Regions from separate parts of the Sus scrofa genome. Here regions 1 and 2 are each linked to region 3. The links are chromatin contacts, called in public Hi-C and promoter capture Hi-C maps. All regions are on one chromosome and are shown on one strand. The core of a region is the stretch at or near the end of the contact, and the rest is flanking DNA. Distances in the headings are between cores, read along the strand shown. Region 1 holds the start of KIF3B (kinesin-like protein KIF3B). Region 2 overlaps NOL4L (nucleolar protein 4-like). Region 3 holds the start of ASXL1 (putative Polycomb group protein ASXL1).

Evidence for each region. Promoter capture Hi-C pulls out the DNA fragments that hold promoters and counts their contacts. Hi-C and Micro-C count contacts between places; a contact is called where the count stands out from the background.
Region 1: a contact with region 3 is called in a Hi-C map of embryonic fibroblasts, with 2.3 times the contacts expected there. The contact joins the promoter of KIF3B here to the promoter of ASXL1 in region 3. A contact is called at or near these places in 2 of 5 promoter capture datasets (fetal liver and liver) and 6 of 47 Hi-C or Micro-C datasets (embryonic fibroblasts, heart right ventricle, liver and 1 more).
Region 2: a promoter capture Hi-C map of fetal liver shows a contact between it and region 3, with 2.7 times the contacts expected there. The contact joins the enhancer-like site here to the promoter of ASXL1 in region 3. A contact is called at or near these places in 1 of 5 promoter capture datasets (fetal liver), 4 of 47 Hi-C or Micro-C datasets (fetal heart ventricle, fetal skeletal muscle, fibroblasts and 1 more) and 2 of 2 datasets of contacts at active chromatin or transcription factors (alveolar macrophages and skeletal muscle).

Annotation. Positions count from the first base shown.
Region 1 is chr17:35,912,512-35,916,865 of Sscrofa11.1, forward strand. KIF3B (kinesin-like protein KIF3B) reads left to right here and starts at 1,703. Exons shown (of 9, transcript XM_021077424.1): 1 at 1,703-1,868.
Region 2 is chr17:36,102,770-36,107,031 of Sscrofa11.1, forward strand. All of the region lies in intron 4 of NOL4L (nucleolar protein 4-like), which reads right to left. Among named protein-coding and RNA genes, the nearest start is that of NOL4L, 96 kb to the right of the region's middle. Within about 2 kb of position 2,867, at least 4 of the 83 cell types and tissues checked have an H3K27ac peak or open chromatin away from gene starts, as enhancers often do. A contact at or near this core is called in fetal liver, where this site is marked.
Region 3 is chr17:35,983,655-35,988,026 of Sscrofa11.1, forward strand. ASXL1 (putative Polycomb group protein ASXL1) reads left to right here and starts at 2,324. Exons shown (of 12, transcript XM_021077427.1): 1 at 2,324-2,450. The coding sequence starts at 2,394.

The DNA of each region.
Region 1 (4,354 bases), core at 453-2,952, 72 kb before region 3:
ATTCATTCTTTCATTCAATATTCAATGTATATTTACTACTATGGACCAAGCAGGCATGGTTTTAGGCAAAACAGATATAACAGTGAATGAAGGAGTTCCTGTTGTGGCTCAGTGGTTAACGAATCTGACTAGCATCCATGAGGACCCAGGTTCGATCCTGGCCTTGCTCAGTGCGTTAAGGATCCGGCGTTGCCGTGAGCTGTGGTGTAAGTCGAATATGAGGCTTGGATCCTGCATTGCTGTGGTATAAGCCAGGAGCTACAGTTCCAATTTGACCCCTAGCCTGGGAACCTCCATATGTGGCAGGTGCAGCCCTAAAAAGCAAAAAACAAAACAAAACAGTGAATGAAGGGACCCTGCTCTCAGGAGCTTCTACAGAGTGTGTAACAGCAGGTTGAGTTCCTGCAGAAAAGGAATATGGAACTGGCCTTCCAGGCCATTCTAGCTGGAACAGAGTTGTATCGATTTTAAAAGCAGTGGGAGTACATGAATGATGTTAAGTGGAATGTGCCATGCTGTGTTTCATGTTTGTTTTTATTATTATTGTTATTGTCTTTTCTAGGGCCCCACCCACAGCATATGGAGGTTCCCAGGCTAGGGGTCTAATCGGAGCTGTAGCTGCCAGCCTACACCAGAGCCACAGCAACGCAGATCCTCTGCGTCTGCAACCTACACCACAGCTCACAGCAACGCTGGATCTTTAACCCACTGATCGAGGCCAGGGATGGAACCCGAAAACTCATGGTTCCTAGTGGGATTCGTTAACCACTGCGCCACGATGAGAACTCCTTCATGTTTTAAAATGATCACTTGGGGAGTTGGGCAACTCCCACTGTGGCTCAGCAGATTAATTATAGGACTAGTATCCATGAGGATTTGGGTTTGATTCCTGGCCTCACTCAGAGGATTAAGGATCCAGTGTTGCCGTGAGCTGTGGTGTAGGTTGCAGATGCAGCTCAGATCTGGCATTGCAGTGACTGTGGGTAGGCTGGCAGCTGCAGCTCTGATTCGACCCCTTAGCCTGGGAACTTCCATAAGCTGCAGGTGTGGCCCTAAAAAGACACCCCCCCCAAAAAAAAATCACCTTGGCCACCTTGTGGAAAATAATTGTCAGGTCAGGACTAGACAAAAAAGTAGAAGAAGAGATCAGATATGGCAGGCACACTAGACACAGGAAGAACTCCACCTGGCCTGGTGGGGTGGCACTGAGATGGAGAACGGTGGAGGCAGAAATATTTGAGAGGTACACTAAGGGACGTGGTGACTGGATGTGGGGGAGAGTGAAGGATAAGGAAGAGATAAGAATGATTCCTAAATTTTTGGCTTGAGTGACCGGCCAGACCCTAAATATGAACTATCTCAGTAGCCGTTTGAGATGCAAGGCAGATAATGGATGCGAAAGCGCTTTAGGAAAGGTCAAATGGAGAGATCAAGCCATTGCGTTCCATTTTACAGATGGGCAAACTGAGGCACGAGATACTAGCAAGTAGAGTTAGGCCATGTCGCGCCCTCTCACACCCTTTAAATGCGTGAAAAGTCTCAAGGATGTTGAGACAAGGTACCTACAAAGAGCCGGTACCTTGCCGCCCCAGCCCTCCTCTCCCTGTCTCGCCCCGCCCCACCTCGCCAGACAAGCTTTCCATGTCCGCCACTCGTGTCCCAATAAAGTTATTGAAATTGACACTGGTTGCTAAGGAAGTGGGTCGCCTTGCCGGGTTGCTAAGGAAGTGAGCGGCCGCCGTCTCTCCCCATCCGGGGCAGCGGGGAATGGCTGAGCCTCACGGTTCGCCACCGCCCCCGCCGCCGCCGCCGCCACTACTGCCGCCGCCGCAGCCGCCGCCGCTGCCCGCTTTCGGCTCGGGCCGCAGGTGAGTCAGGGGAGATGTTCGATCAACTGCCGGGCAGGGCCAATCCTTCCGCCGCCTGGGATCTTCCGGGAGTACCGCGGGGCAGCAACACCGACTATGCTGCTCCGGGAACGGGAGCATCCTCAGCCCTGCCTCCCGGGCATCTTCTGGCAGTGCGGGCGGTCTCGCCCCTCCTCCTCCGGGCGGAGGTGTGCTGCCTGACCCCAAACCCGGCCGCGAGGGGTCGAGGTCACGGACCCAGCTCTAGAGGGAGGCGGGCAAGCGAAAGCCTGGGGTCAGAACCTAGGCGCTGCCCCTGGCTCACCTGTGACCTTGGGCAAGTACCTTCCCATCTTGGTCTCAGTTGACCTGTTTGTCCAATGAGGTCCTAACAGTTGCGGCTCAGAGTGGTTAAGATGAGAATTCTTAGGGCACCCTGGCTTGGGGGCCAAGAGTCCAGCTTGAAGTCTGAGTGTCTGGATTTGTGACTCTGCATCTCCACTGAGTAACTTTGTGGCCTTGGGCACATTAATCTCTGTGAGCCTTTTCTTTATTTGTAAAATGCATTAATGAACCACTGTGAGAGTCCATTGAGACAGGTATATCAGGTAGCTTGGCATAGTAAGTGCTCAGCAAGCTGTTCTGAGGCATGTGGGGTGGTTTGGGCAAGGCTTCCTGGAGGCCATGACTTTGAGACAGGTAGGCTTTAGGTGTGTAGTGCACCAGCTCATGTGGATATCCGCCCCCCACTTCTTACCGTTTGACATCCCTCCACTCTCAGCTTTACTTCTCCATTCTGCTCAGAGCAAGAGAGGTGGTGTGGACCAAGTAGCCCTGGTGGGGGACCAAGTCCTTGTAGATTCCTGGGGTTATGGTTTTATTTTCTACTTATACCTTTTTGACTCTTACAAAAGAAAAAGTTATCTTTGGGGAGTTCCCATCGTGGCTCGGTGAAACGAATCTGACTAGTATCCATGAGGATGCATGTTCAATCCCTGGCCTCGCTCAGTGGGTTAAGGATCTGACATTGCCTCGAGCTGTGGCGTAGGCCAGTAGCTGCAGCTCCAAGTGGACCCTTAGCCTGGGAACCTCCATATGCCTTGGGCGTGGCCCTAAAAAGACGAAGGAAAGAAAAAAGAAAGGAAGGAAGAAAAAAAAGTTATCTTCATGTCTTTTGAGAAGTGCTTGAAACAGTAATAGCTATTTACAGGTGTGATTGGCCCTTAGCCTGGGTTTGAACCGCATCAGTCTACGGGATACATGGGTTTTTTCAATGAAGATACACCTACTTCACCTTTATATATAAGGGACTTGAGCATCTGTGGATTTGGTATGCATGGGGGTTCCTGCAACCATTCCCCCACAAGTATTGAGAATGAACTATATATGATTAAGAAGTACTTTTCAGGTGTATTATCTCACTTAATCTTCACATAGACTTTGCCAGGTAGGTGGTGATGTCATCCCTATTTTGAAGATAAGAAAACTGAGGCTAAGAAAAGTGAATGACTTGCCTAAAAATCTTATACATATTAAATGGTGGAGCTGAACATGTTTCCAGGTAAATCCTGTATTTTCTCCCCCTCACCAGGATGTCTCTGATTTCTCAGCTGTAGCTGTTACAAAGCCACAAGGGTATTCTTTTGTTGCTTCTGACTGCTATGGTTAGAGGCTTTTCCTCCACTGGCAAGGAAACAAGATCTTACATAAAGCTTCATTTAAATAGATACCATCCATAGTGTGGACTTCAAAAAAGAGCTGGAATGTTTAAAAGAGGCTTCTCTCTCCTCTAGTTCCCTCCTCTTTCAAGTGGGAGGAGTATTTTGTAGGCCCTTTCAGTGGTACCATGCAATTCCAATTGTGGGCTAGTGTTTTAAGCATGGAATCAGGCTGCCTGGATTCAAAACTTGGCTCTGCCACTTCCAAGTTATGTGCTGCTGAGCAGTATACTTTACCTCTTTGTGCTACAGTTTCATCATCTGTAAAAGGGGGATGATAATTGTATCCACCATATATCACTGTTGTGAGGATTTATTGGTGCCTGATACATGTAAAGTGCCTGGTGTGTTTGGTAAACATTAGCTATTGTTATTTGGGCTTAACATAGCACTGATATTGTTCTTTATATTCTATTTATGGTTGGTGAATGAATAAATTAAAGCATGTGCTGATGATACCAGGTCGGTCAACCTTACAAAGTCATTGCATGCATGAAACAGTCACTGTCATAGTATTATATAAATGTCAGGTGGCACAGTAGGTTAAGGATTTGGCTTTTTCACTGCTGTGGCTTGGGTTCCATCCCTGGCCCCAGAACTTCTGCATACTGTGGGTGAGGCCTAAAAAAATGTCATTATTACAGGGTTGCCCCAGGAACCTGCAATTCCATGCCAGAATGGGTTGCAAAGAAAGATGCCAGGTTTAGTAGCCTGCATCCCAATTCAGTCAATGTTTACTAAATCTCTTTATGCCAAGTGCAATGGCGCAATCCCAACTCTACATTCTTT
Region 2 (4,262 bases), core at 1,617-4,116, 120 kb after region 3:
GCCAAAGTTTAAAACAGTAACAACCGAAGTCAAGATTTATTGGGGGTCAAGTGCTTTCCTTGGAGGGTCTCATTTTCCCCTTACCACAAGCCCACCACCTAGTGCAGTTTTCACCCCATCCTACAGATGAGGAAGCTGAGGCTCCAAGGGGAGGAGGCACTTGCTCAAGGTTATCAGCCAACAAGTGGCAGAGCCAGAGGTGTGGGATCCTGAAGGCCCAGACACACGGCCTTCCCACCCCCAAGCCCTTGCCCAAGTTGTCCTTCACCTGGAACAACACCCCATGCCGCTGCGGCGTCCCCCGGCCCAGACTTCTAAGGGCTGTTCTTCCACTTCTCCCCCAGCTCTGGCTCATTCTCCACATCTCCCCTCCTTACACTGTCTGCCTGCCCGTCCCACCAGCCCTGGCACTTGGGCAGGCACAGACGCCTCCGTGGTAGCCGGTCAGCAAGGTGGCTCTCTGCCCTGTCTTTCCCCAGAAATCCTTAAGTCCTTCTAAGAGCCAGGACCAGGCTGTGTGTCCCCTGGACAAGGCCACCGAGACCTATCAGATGGGCTGAATTGCCTGGCATGATGTTGGTATTTAATGACGATGTGGCATCAGTTTGACAATCAAGGACCTGGGCCCATTACACAGTTCCTGAATGGACACTGGATGAAACCTGGACCCTGGCTGGCAGGCGGGTGGTGGTGTGCTGCCATGCAGGGTCCCCCACCTGCAGCTGCCAGGCGCCCCTGCACAGAGCCTAGGGTTTCTCTGGCTCAGGTCAGGAAACTGTCCACCGGAATGGCCCCTCTCCACCCCTCCCTGCCCTGATGGGTCAAACCACGCAGAGGAGGAGGGCTAAATTTCACACTGGATTGCAAGCACTCGATAATGGGGAGTACTCAGCACCCTCACGAGGGGCTATGAGGCAAGGGTTTTAGGAGACTTCTTTGCAATGGCCCCACAGAACAAGCAGGCACCCATGACAGATCTACCTGCATACCTGACACCTGCCCCTCGGGGACCTGCCTCAGTTGCCCAAGGGCACCACAGCTAGTGGCTGAGCTGGGATCTGAACCCAGGCAGCCTGTGCCCAGAGCCCACATCACAGACCAGCCCATCACACCGAGGGGCCACCTCACAACCCTTCCTCCCCCCAATCGAAAGAACCAGATTCCTCAACAACAAAGTGTCTCAGGATGACACCTAATGGGAACCCATGGGAGACGGAAGTACGTTTACACTCACGCCTCGTTCACTCTCTTCAGTGAGTCAACAGGCACTTGCATTTACGGCGATCTACCCTGTGCCAGTGCTGTGTTGGGGCGCCATGACTGCGGCAGGGCTCTCTCCCTCCCTGTCATTCAGGGGAAGAGAGAGCGAAAAATTCTGACCCACTTGTAAGCGCTGAGAGAGTGGGGGCTGGGAAAGCCCCTCCTCAGGTATCTACTGACTGTCAAGCTCTCCCCAGCCAGTGTTCCCACGGCCCCCGGCAAGGGGCCACGTGAATCCTTGCTTTTGGATGATGGTTCTAGCTAAGCTTTTGACACCTAGTCATACATCAATTTTTTTAAGTGAGAAATTGAAGCAATTAACCTAACTTCAACCCCCCCTCAATATAAATTCCAATCAAAATTAGCTCCCACACCCTTACTTTCAGGGCTGATCTGGGAGAGAAGGCTTCCCAGACCCCTCTGGCCATCTACCTGCCAAAGCAGAGCCCCCCGCTGTGGAGGGCAGACTGTAGCCTCGCCCACTCACACCGAGCCCAGGCCCCGGGAGCAAGCCAATCACACAGGCAATTACCAGTACACACGGTTCTGAGTCCATCAACGAAAAGCAGGGGAGGCCTAAGGGACCTGCAGGAGGTGCTGGCCCAGGTTATGAGGCTGGGCCTCAGCCCTGAGAATTTTTTTTTTTTTTTTTTTTTTTTTTTTAAGGCCACACTTGCAGCATATGGAGGTTCCCAAGCTAGGGGTCTAATCGGAGCTACAGCTGCTGGCCTACACCACAGCCACAGCAATGCCAGATCTGAGCAGCATCTGCGACCTACACCACAGCTCATGGCAACGCCGGATCCTTAACCCACTGAGTGAGCCCAGGCATTGAACCCACAGCCCCATGATTCCTAGTCAGATTCATTTCCACTGAGCCACGACAGGAACCCCAGCCCTGTGAATGGACCCCAGGTGCTCCCCCTGCTAGCCCAGAGGTCACAAGTTGGGCACTTCTTGCTTTTCCCTTCTGGAACCTCACAGGAATTCACTCTGCTAATTTCTCTTTCTTTCCTTTTTTTTTTTTAAGAAGGGACACCTTTATTTATTTATTTATTTATTTGCCGCTTCCCGCGTTCCCAGGCTAGGGGTCTAATCGGAGCCGTAGCCACCGGCCTACACCAGAGCCACAGCAACTCGGGATCCGAGCCACGTGTGCAACCTACCCCACAGCTCACGGCAACACCAGATCCTCAACCCACTGAGCAAGGCCAGGGATCAAACCTGCAACCTCATGGTTCCTAGTCGGATTCGTTAACCACTGTGCCACGAGGGGAACTCCTAATTTCTCTTTCTGTAAACAAACTTTAATGAAATTTCCTTTAGAAAATAAGAGTGTATATAATCCCTTACTTCCAGGCCACCCCCCTACCCAGACCTCATGTGACTGGCTAGTCATTCCCCCTGACTCCTCTTACCTCTGCCCTCGGACACCCTGCAGGCTGCAGCCTTGCCCACCTGTTGATAAAAGTCCATCATTTATTCAGCACCAAAGGGCCTGAGCCACTCGCAGGGCGACTGAGCCAACTGCCCTTCTGGGGAGGGAACTCAAGAGCCAGCCAAGGGATGGGGGGCGGGCGTATGGCACCCAGACAGGCCCTGGGACACGCCCTAATCTGGGAGCCCTGACTCTGAGCAGAAGGAGAGGAGACGACCAAACCCTCCCTGCTCTTATCTGCAGTCCAAAATTCACGGGCAGGTTCAGTTTCTCTCCACCCAGGTTCTGAGGCCCTACCTCCTCTGCAGGCAAACTAGCACCAACTGCTGCCCAGCCCAGGAGGAGGAGAAAATGGGAGACCAGAGGGAAATGGTGGAAACGCGCCTGTATCCATGGCTGTAACTAGGGGCAGGTGCTATCAGTAACCTGATTATTTTACAACTGGGGTCAATTTCTTGGGAACTGGGTTCCTGGTACCTCTGAAGTTGAGCCATTTGCATCCTCCAGGATAGGGATCCTGGGGTGTGCCTCACACAACATTTTCCAGTTCCTTCCTCAGAGCTGTAATTCTATCTCTACCACTTGCTTTGAGGGAGCAAAGGAGGAGGATTTGCTGGGAATGGTGCAGTTGCAAACCGTAAGCCCTGACCGGGAGCCTCGGGTATGTGTTTCAGAGGAGGGGTGGGAGGCGGGCATGTGCCTGGGCCGTTTCTGGGAACAGACCTCTTCCCTGTCCAGCCCCTGGGGGGTCTCTTTGATGAAAGGCTGAAGATCCTGTTGAAAGGACCACCAGGCTCAAGGCAGTTCCCCCAGCACCGGCTCTACCCCAAGCAGGCGGGCACCAAGATGGAGAAAGTGAGTACCTCCTTCTAGAACACCTGCAGGCCCCTTCTAGGCCCTGGAAATTCTTCAGTGCGAGGCAATCTCCCCCCCTTGTCTCCATGTCAGCAAGCATTACACACACAACCTTCTGAGCATGCCAAGAAGGTACTGAACCACATTTGACCCCAACTTAACCACTTCAGTTCATCAGACGGCTTATTAATGAAGAGAAAACCCCCCAGGATCTAAAGCAATGAGGGTTCAAATCCCCATTGGGAAGGAACAGCACAAATGAAATCTTAGGGTGGTCTGAGCCACAGCTCCTGGGAGCTGTGGGGTCCCAAGGCTGCTGCTTCATGCTACATCCCAAGCCCACCTGGCCACCGGGGGAGGAGGCCAGCCTCCTGGGGACACTCTAGCACAATTCCACTCCTTCTGCCAGCACACCTCCTCTGCTTCCTAGCCACACAAGCACAGGCTCTTCTGGGAAATGTGAAGTGGGGAGGGCTGACATAGCCAGTCACCTACCACATTTTAGGTATTCTCTCTCTCTCTCTCACACACACATACACACACACACACACTACACACGGTCTGTCAGAAACATGTTCGCATCTACACGGAGATGCTCTGTTGTCTCTGCTGTCATGGGTGCCTGGATGCTGGGGTGAGCATTTTCAACACCTTCCTACTAGTGAATTGAGTGTAAAACGGGCTTTTGTTTCCCCAGCAAAGGCAACTG
Region 3 (4,372 bases), core at 1,074-3,573:
CTCGGATCCCAATTTGCTGTGGCTCTGGTGTAGGGCGGTGGCTACAGCTCCAATTCGACCCCTAGCCTGGGAACCTCCATATGCCGCGGGAAGTGACCCTCGAAAAGACAAAAAAAAAAAAAAAAAAAAAAAAAAAATCAGGTCAGACAATTTTTGGGTTGTGGAGGTGGGATTCTTCCTTTCCCTCTGTTGGAGTGAAGTTAGAAGGGGACAGAAGATTTTAAAGCACCTTATTTCACCGTCTACCGTCGATTTACTGTGCAGGATTTTGTTTATTGGACACCAAAGTCTTGTGTGATGTGCATTAGAAACAGGAGCACTGGAGTTCCTGTTGGGGCTCAGCGATAACGAATTTGACTAGTATCCGTGAGGATGTGGGTTTGATCCCGTGCCTCGCTCAGTGGGTTAAGGATCCAGCATTGATGTGAGCTGTGGTATAGACTGCAGACTTGGCTTGGATCCCAAATTGCTGTGGCTGTGGTGTAGGCTGGCAGCTACAACTCCCATTTGACCCCTAGCCTGGGAACTTCCATAAAAAGCAAGCAAGCAAGCAGGAGCACTGAACTCCTTGTTAGGCTTGGGCAGCATGGTGTTGGTCTTCCCTAAGCATTGGCTCTCCCGTGTGCTGACCTCAGGGAGTGAAGAGTGTGCTTCCTCAGAGGGAAAAACTTTCAAATATGGCCACTGACCCTTCCTCCCTAATTTTAAAGAACTGGCCATTATCCAATTTAAGGCTGATTCTAGGAATGTTTCTGGATATTGGCTGATTCAACAACCAGGCACAGAAAACCTATGTGTTGGGTACTCTGAATCTCATTTCATTTCGTGCTCTGCAACCAAGGCTCAGAGAGGGTAAATACATTGCCCATTGCCTCTCAGCCCGGTACCTATTAAACACTAGCTCTATGCCAGGAGCCAAATTATATATACCCATTCACACCCTCTTCCAACATGCCAGGTGTTTTATGTTGATTTTAATCTCAATAATGCTGTTAGGTATTACGCTGATAACCTGGACTGGCTGGTCTAGGTCCGTTTGACCCCAGGTTCTGTGTTCTCTCCAGGGTACTGCCTCAAAAAAGGCCTCAGGTGCATTCTGGAAAGTATGGCCCCTAAGTCCAAGTTCTTTACACCACCCATATCACCAAGTTCACTAGGTGGTAAGAACACTGTGGGCTGGGGTGCAGCTTCTGCAAATACAGCTTCTGCAAACACAAAGCGGCATGAAAGCACAGGAGGAAATGGGAAACTGTCTAGGTCCCTCAATCATGAAATAACCGTTTTACTGGTATGAGTTTCTTTTTGTCTCATTATTATGCGGCAGTGAGTCATTTAGCGGAGGACCAAAAGGGAAAGTCCTGTCACTTGTCACCTACAAGAAGTGTCCGTGAGAATCGCTTAGGCGGAGAAAGGCACTAAGTGGGGGGTGGGGGTTGAGCTACCAGTTGTCAATCCCCACCCTTAACAGCGCGACGGCCCGCAAGAGAGAAGCGCAGAAGGGGTTAAACCTAGCACGGTGGAGGTGGTGTGGTGGGGATCCAGCCACCGCCCCTTCCCAGCATTACCTCCCATAATGCTTCAGGCCCCCATCCAGTTCCCGCACCTCGCGAGACTCCACCCAGCCCCTTCCCCGAAAGACTGTCTTTCCCCCTTCCTCACCGAGCTCTGCGCGGGGCGGAGGAAAGGAGGGGAGGGCGGAAAAGACGGGCCGCTGGGATCGCCGGGAAGTGTGGTCCGAAGGTTGCAAGCAGCCATATTCTTCCGGAGCGGGAGAGGCCAGACAGGCAGCCTGGACTACGACTCCCAGCCACCTTTTCGGTTTGTTTTTGTTCAAAAAAAAAAAAAAAAAAAAAACCCCACAGTCCCCCTCCTCACTCTTCACACACACTCACACACACCCACAGCAGACACGCATATACCCTGGCGCCGAAGGGAAAGCCGCGTCTCGCCTTCCTGCCCCGCCGCCAGTCTAGTCTTGGCCCCTCAGCAGAGCGGGAAAGCGGAGGCCAGAGCTGTGACCTCTGACCCCATGGTTATGCGGTGCCGCCGCATTCCTTAGCGATCGCGGGGCCACTGCTGCCGCCGCCTCCACCGCCACCGCCGCCGCGGGCGACTGACGCAGCGCGGGCGCGTGGAGCCGCCACCCCTCCCCCACCGCCGTCCTCGCGCCGGGTCTCGCGCCAGCCGGTCCCCAGCGCGCCCGCCCCTTCTCCCCGGCCGCACCCGAGTCCTCGCGCGCCGCCGCCGCCACGCGCCCCCCGCTGCTGCTGCCGCCGCCGCCGCCGCCGCCGCCGCCGCCCCAGCCCCGCGCCGCCGCCGCCGCCCTAGCCCACCCCGCCCGGAGGTCCCGCGTGGAGCCGCCGCCGCCGCCGCCGCCGCCGGGGAGGAGGAGGATGAAGGACAAACAGAAGAGGAAGAAGGAGCGCACGTGGGCCGAGGCCGCGCGCCTGGTGAGGCGGGCGGCAGAGGGGGGCTTGGTGGGGGGGCGTGTGGAGGGTGGGTTGGGCGGGCACCCCCCCACCGGGAGGGGGAGGGGTGAAAGCCCTGCCCACCGCAGGAGGGGGCGGGCCACTCGGGAACGGGACAGTCCCCCCCCAAGGCGTTCGGTGGGGAGAGGTCCCCCGCCGGGTCGGATGTGGCGCCTTTTTCTGCACGCTTCCCCCCCCCCCAAATTCCTGCGGAGGGGCGAGCTGGCTGGCCGGCTCCTCCCTCTCCGGGCGGCGGGGCCTCAGCCACCCCTCCCCCACTATTTGGCAGTATCTCGGGGGTCTGGGGAAGCTTCGTTTGTGCACCCGGGGGAGTTAGGTTTCCGGGAAAGGTCGGAAGCTCCTCCCTCGCTTCCTGGTGGGCAGTGGGGTAGTGCGTTTGACTCCGGGGGTGGGAAAGAGCCCCCAGTTTCAAGGACGCGAGTGGCATTTTGAGATTTCGAAATCTAAACCAGGTGTGTGGAGGGAAACAAATGCTTACTCCCAGCTTGAACCCTGAGCTGTGGTTCTCAAACTTTAGTGTCCTGTGGGGACACCTGGGGAGGTTGTTAATGAATACTCATCTTAGGGTCCTACCTAAGACCTTTTGAGTCTTAGATTCTGAAGTAGAGCCTGAGTATGTTCATTTTAACCAGCTACCCAGGTTGGTTGTAATGCAGGTGGCCCACCGACCACACTTTGAGAACTGCTGACTGGACTTCATAAGTCTGGACATAGGCATTCTGCAGAGAACTAAGTACACTTTGCAAAGAATGTATCTGTGTGTTCTCTATTCCTTGTTGTCCTGGTGCATGTATACATGCAGTGTTGGACAAAGACTAAGTGTCTCTGAAGATACTGCTTACTGAGGACTTAGCAAAGGAGAGAGTAATTTGAGTATTTGGAGCTGTCTGGTGAGGGAGGTTGTGAATTTTCTGTTCTCAGTGTCACAAGACTTGCAAGTGAAATATCTTCCTTTTGGATTTGCACCCACAAAGCTAAGACACTTTGAGACATATTCTTATAAAATCTTGCTGATGACAGTAGTAACAGGTTATACTTGTCTCAGAAATGTCACTTTCTCAGAATTATCACAAAGCAGGGTTATAGTGCAGATGGCACACTTGTCTCTCGACAACTTGTAGTTTATATGCAATTGCTATAATTCACTTTTAATGATGAATGAAGCTCAACTTTCTAATCTTTCATTTTATTGGAGAGTGAGGTTCTTGCCTCAGAGGTGTTGTGCAGAAGAAGATGAACGTGTGTTTGAGGTTTTTAGAAAACTATGGTTCAACTTTTTCTTTCTTGGAGCCTGTAAAACTCAGTCGTTGACTTAAAAAGAACTAATGCTGTTTAGTTTATAGGAAAAATTTGGAGTACCTGATCATCTTCCCCAGGCATCTGTTACCCAAGGAACAGAAGTAGCAATTAGTTTGTGTGTTGAAGTTTTGTGCTTCAGTTAACTTGTTTTGGTTTGGCATATGAAATATGAAGATTTCGAGGTACCTAAATATTTTTCTCAGATTCAGTCAAGTTTGGAAGTTTTGGTTAGCTTTCAGGATCTCTTGTTAACTTTAGGATTTTTCCAATGTTTCTTCACCTGGAAACAAATTGAGGCCTGAAGGAGAGTAGGAGAGAGCCAGAAGGCCGTGCTCTCTTTCTCCTTGAGTTGGGTCTTTTCATTGAAATTCTCCTCTTGAGTTTCTGTTATGCAGGTGTTTATGACTTTGGGCACCAGAAGGAAATTTGCTTGCCAGAGTTTTACTTGTTAGAGGTAGGTGAAAGTACCTTTAAATCCTGTGTTATGTACTGACGGAATTCTAAAGTCCGCTTGTCTCAAAGCTCTGTTAGCTCTTCCTGGTTGAAAGGCACTAGGAATTTGGGGTCCACTGTTCTGTTAAGTC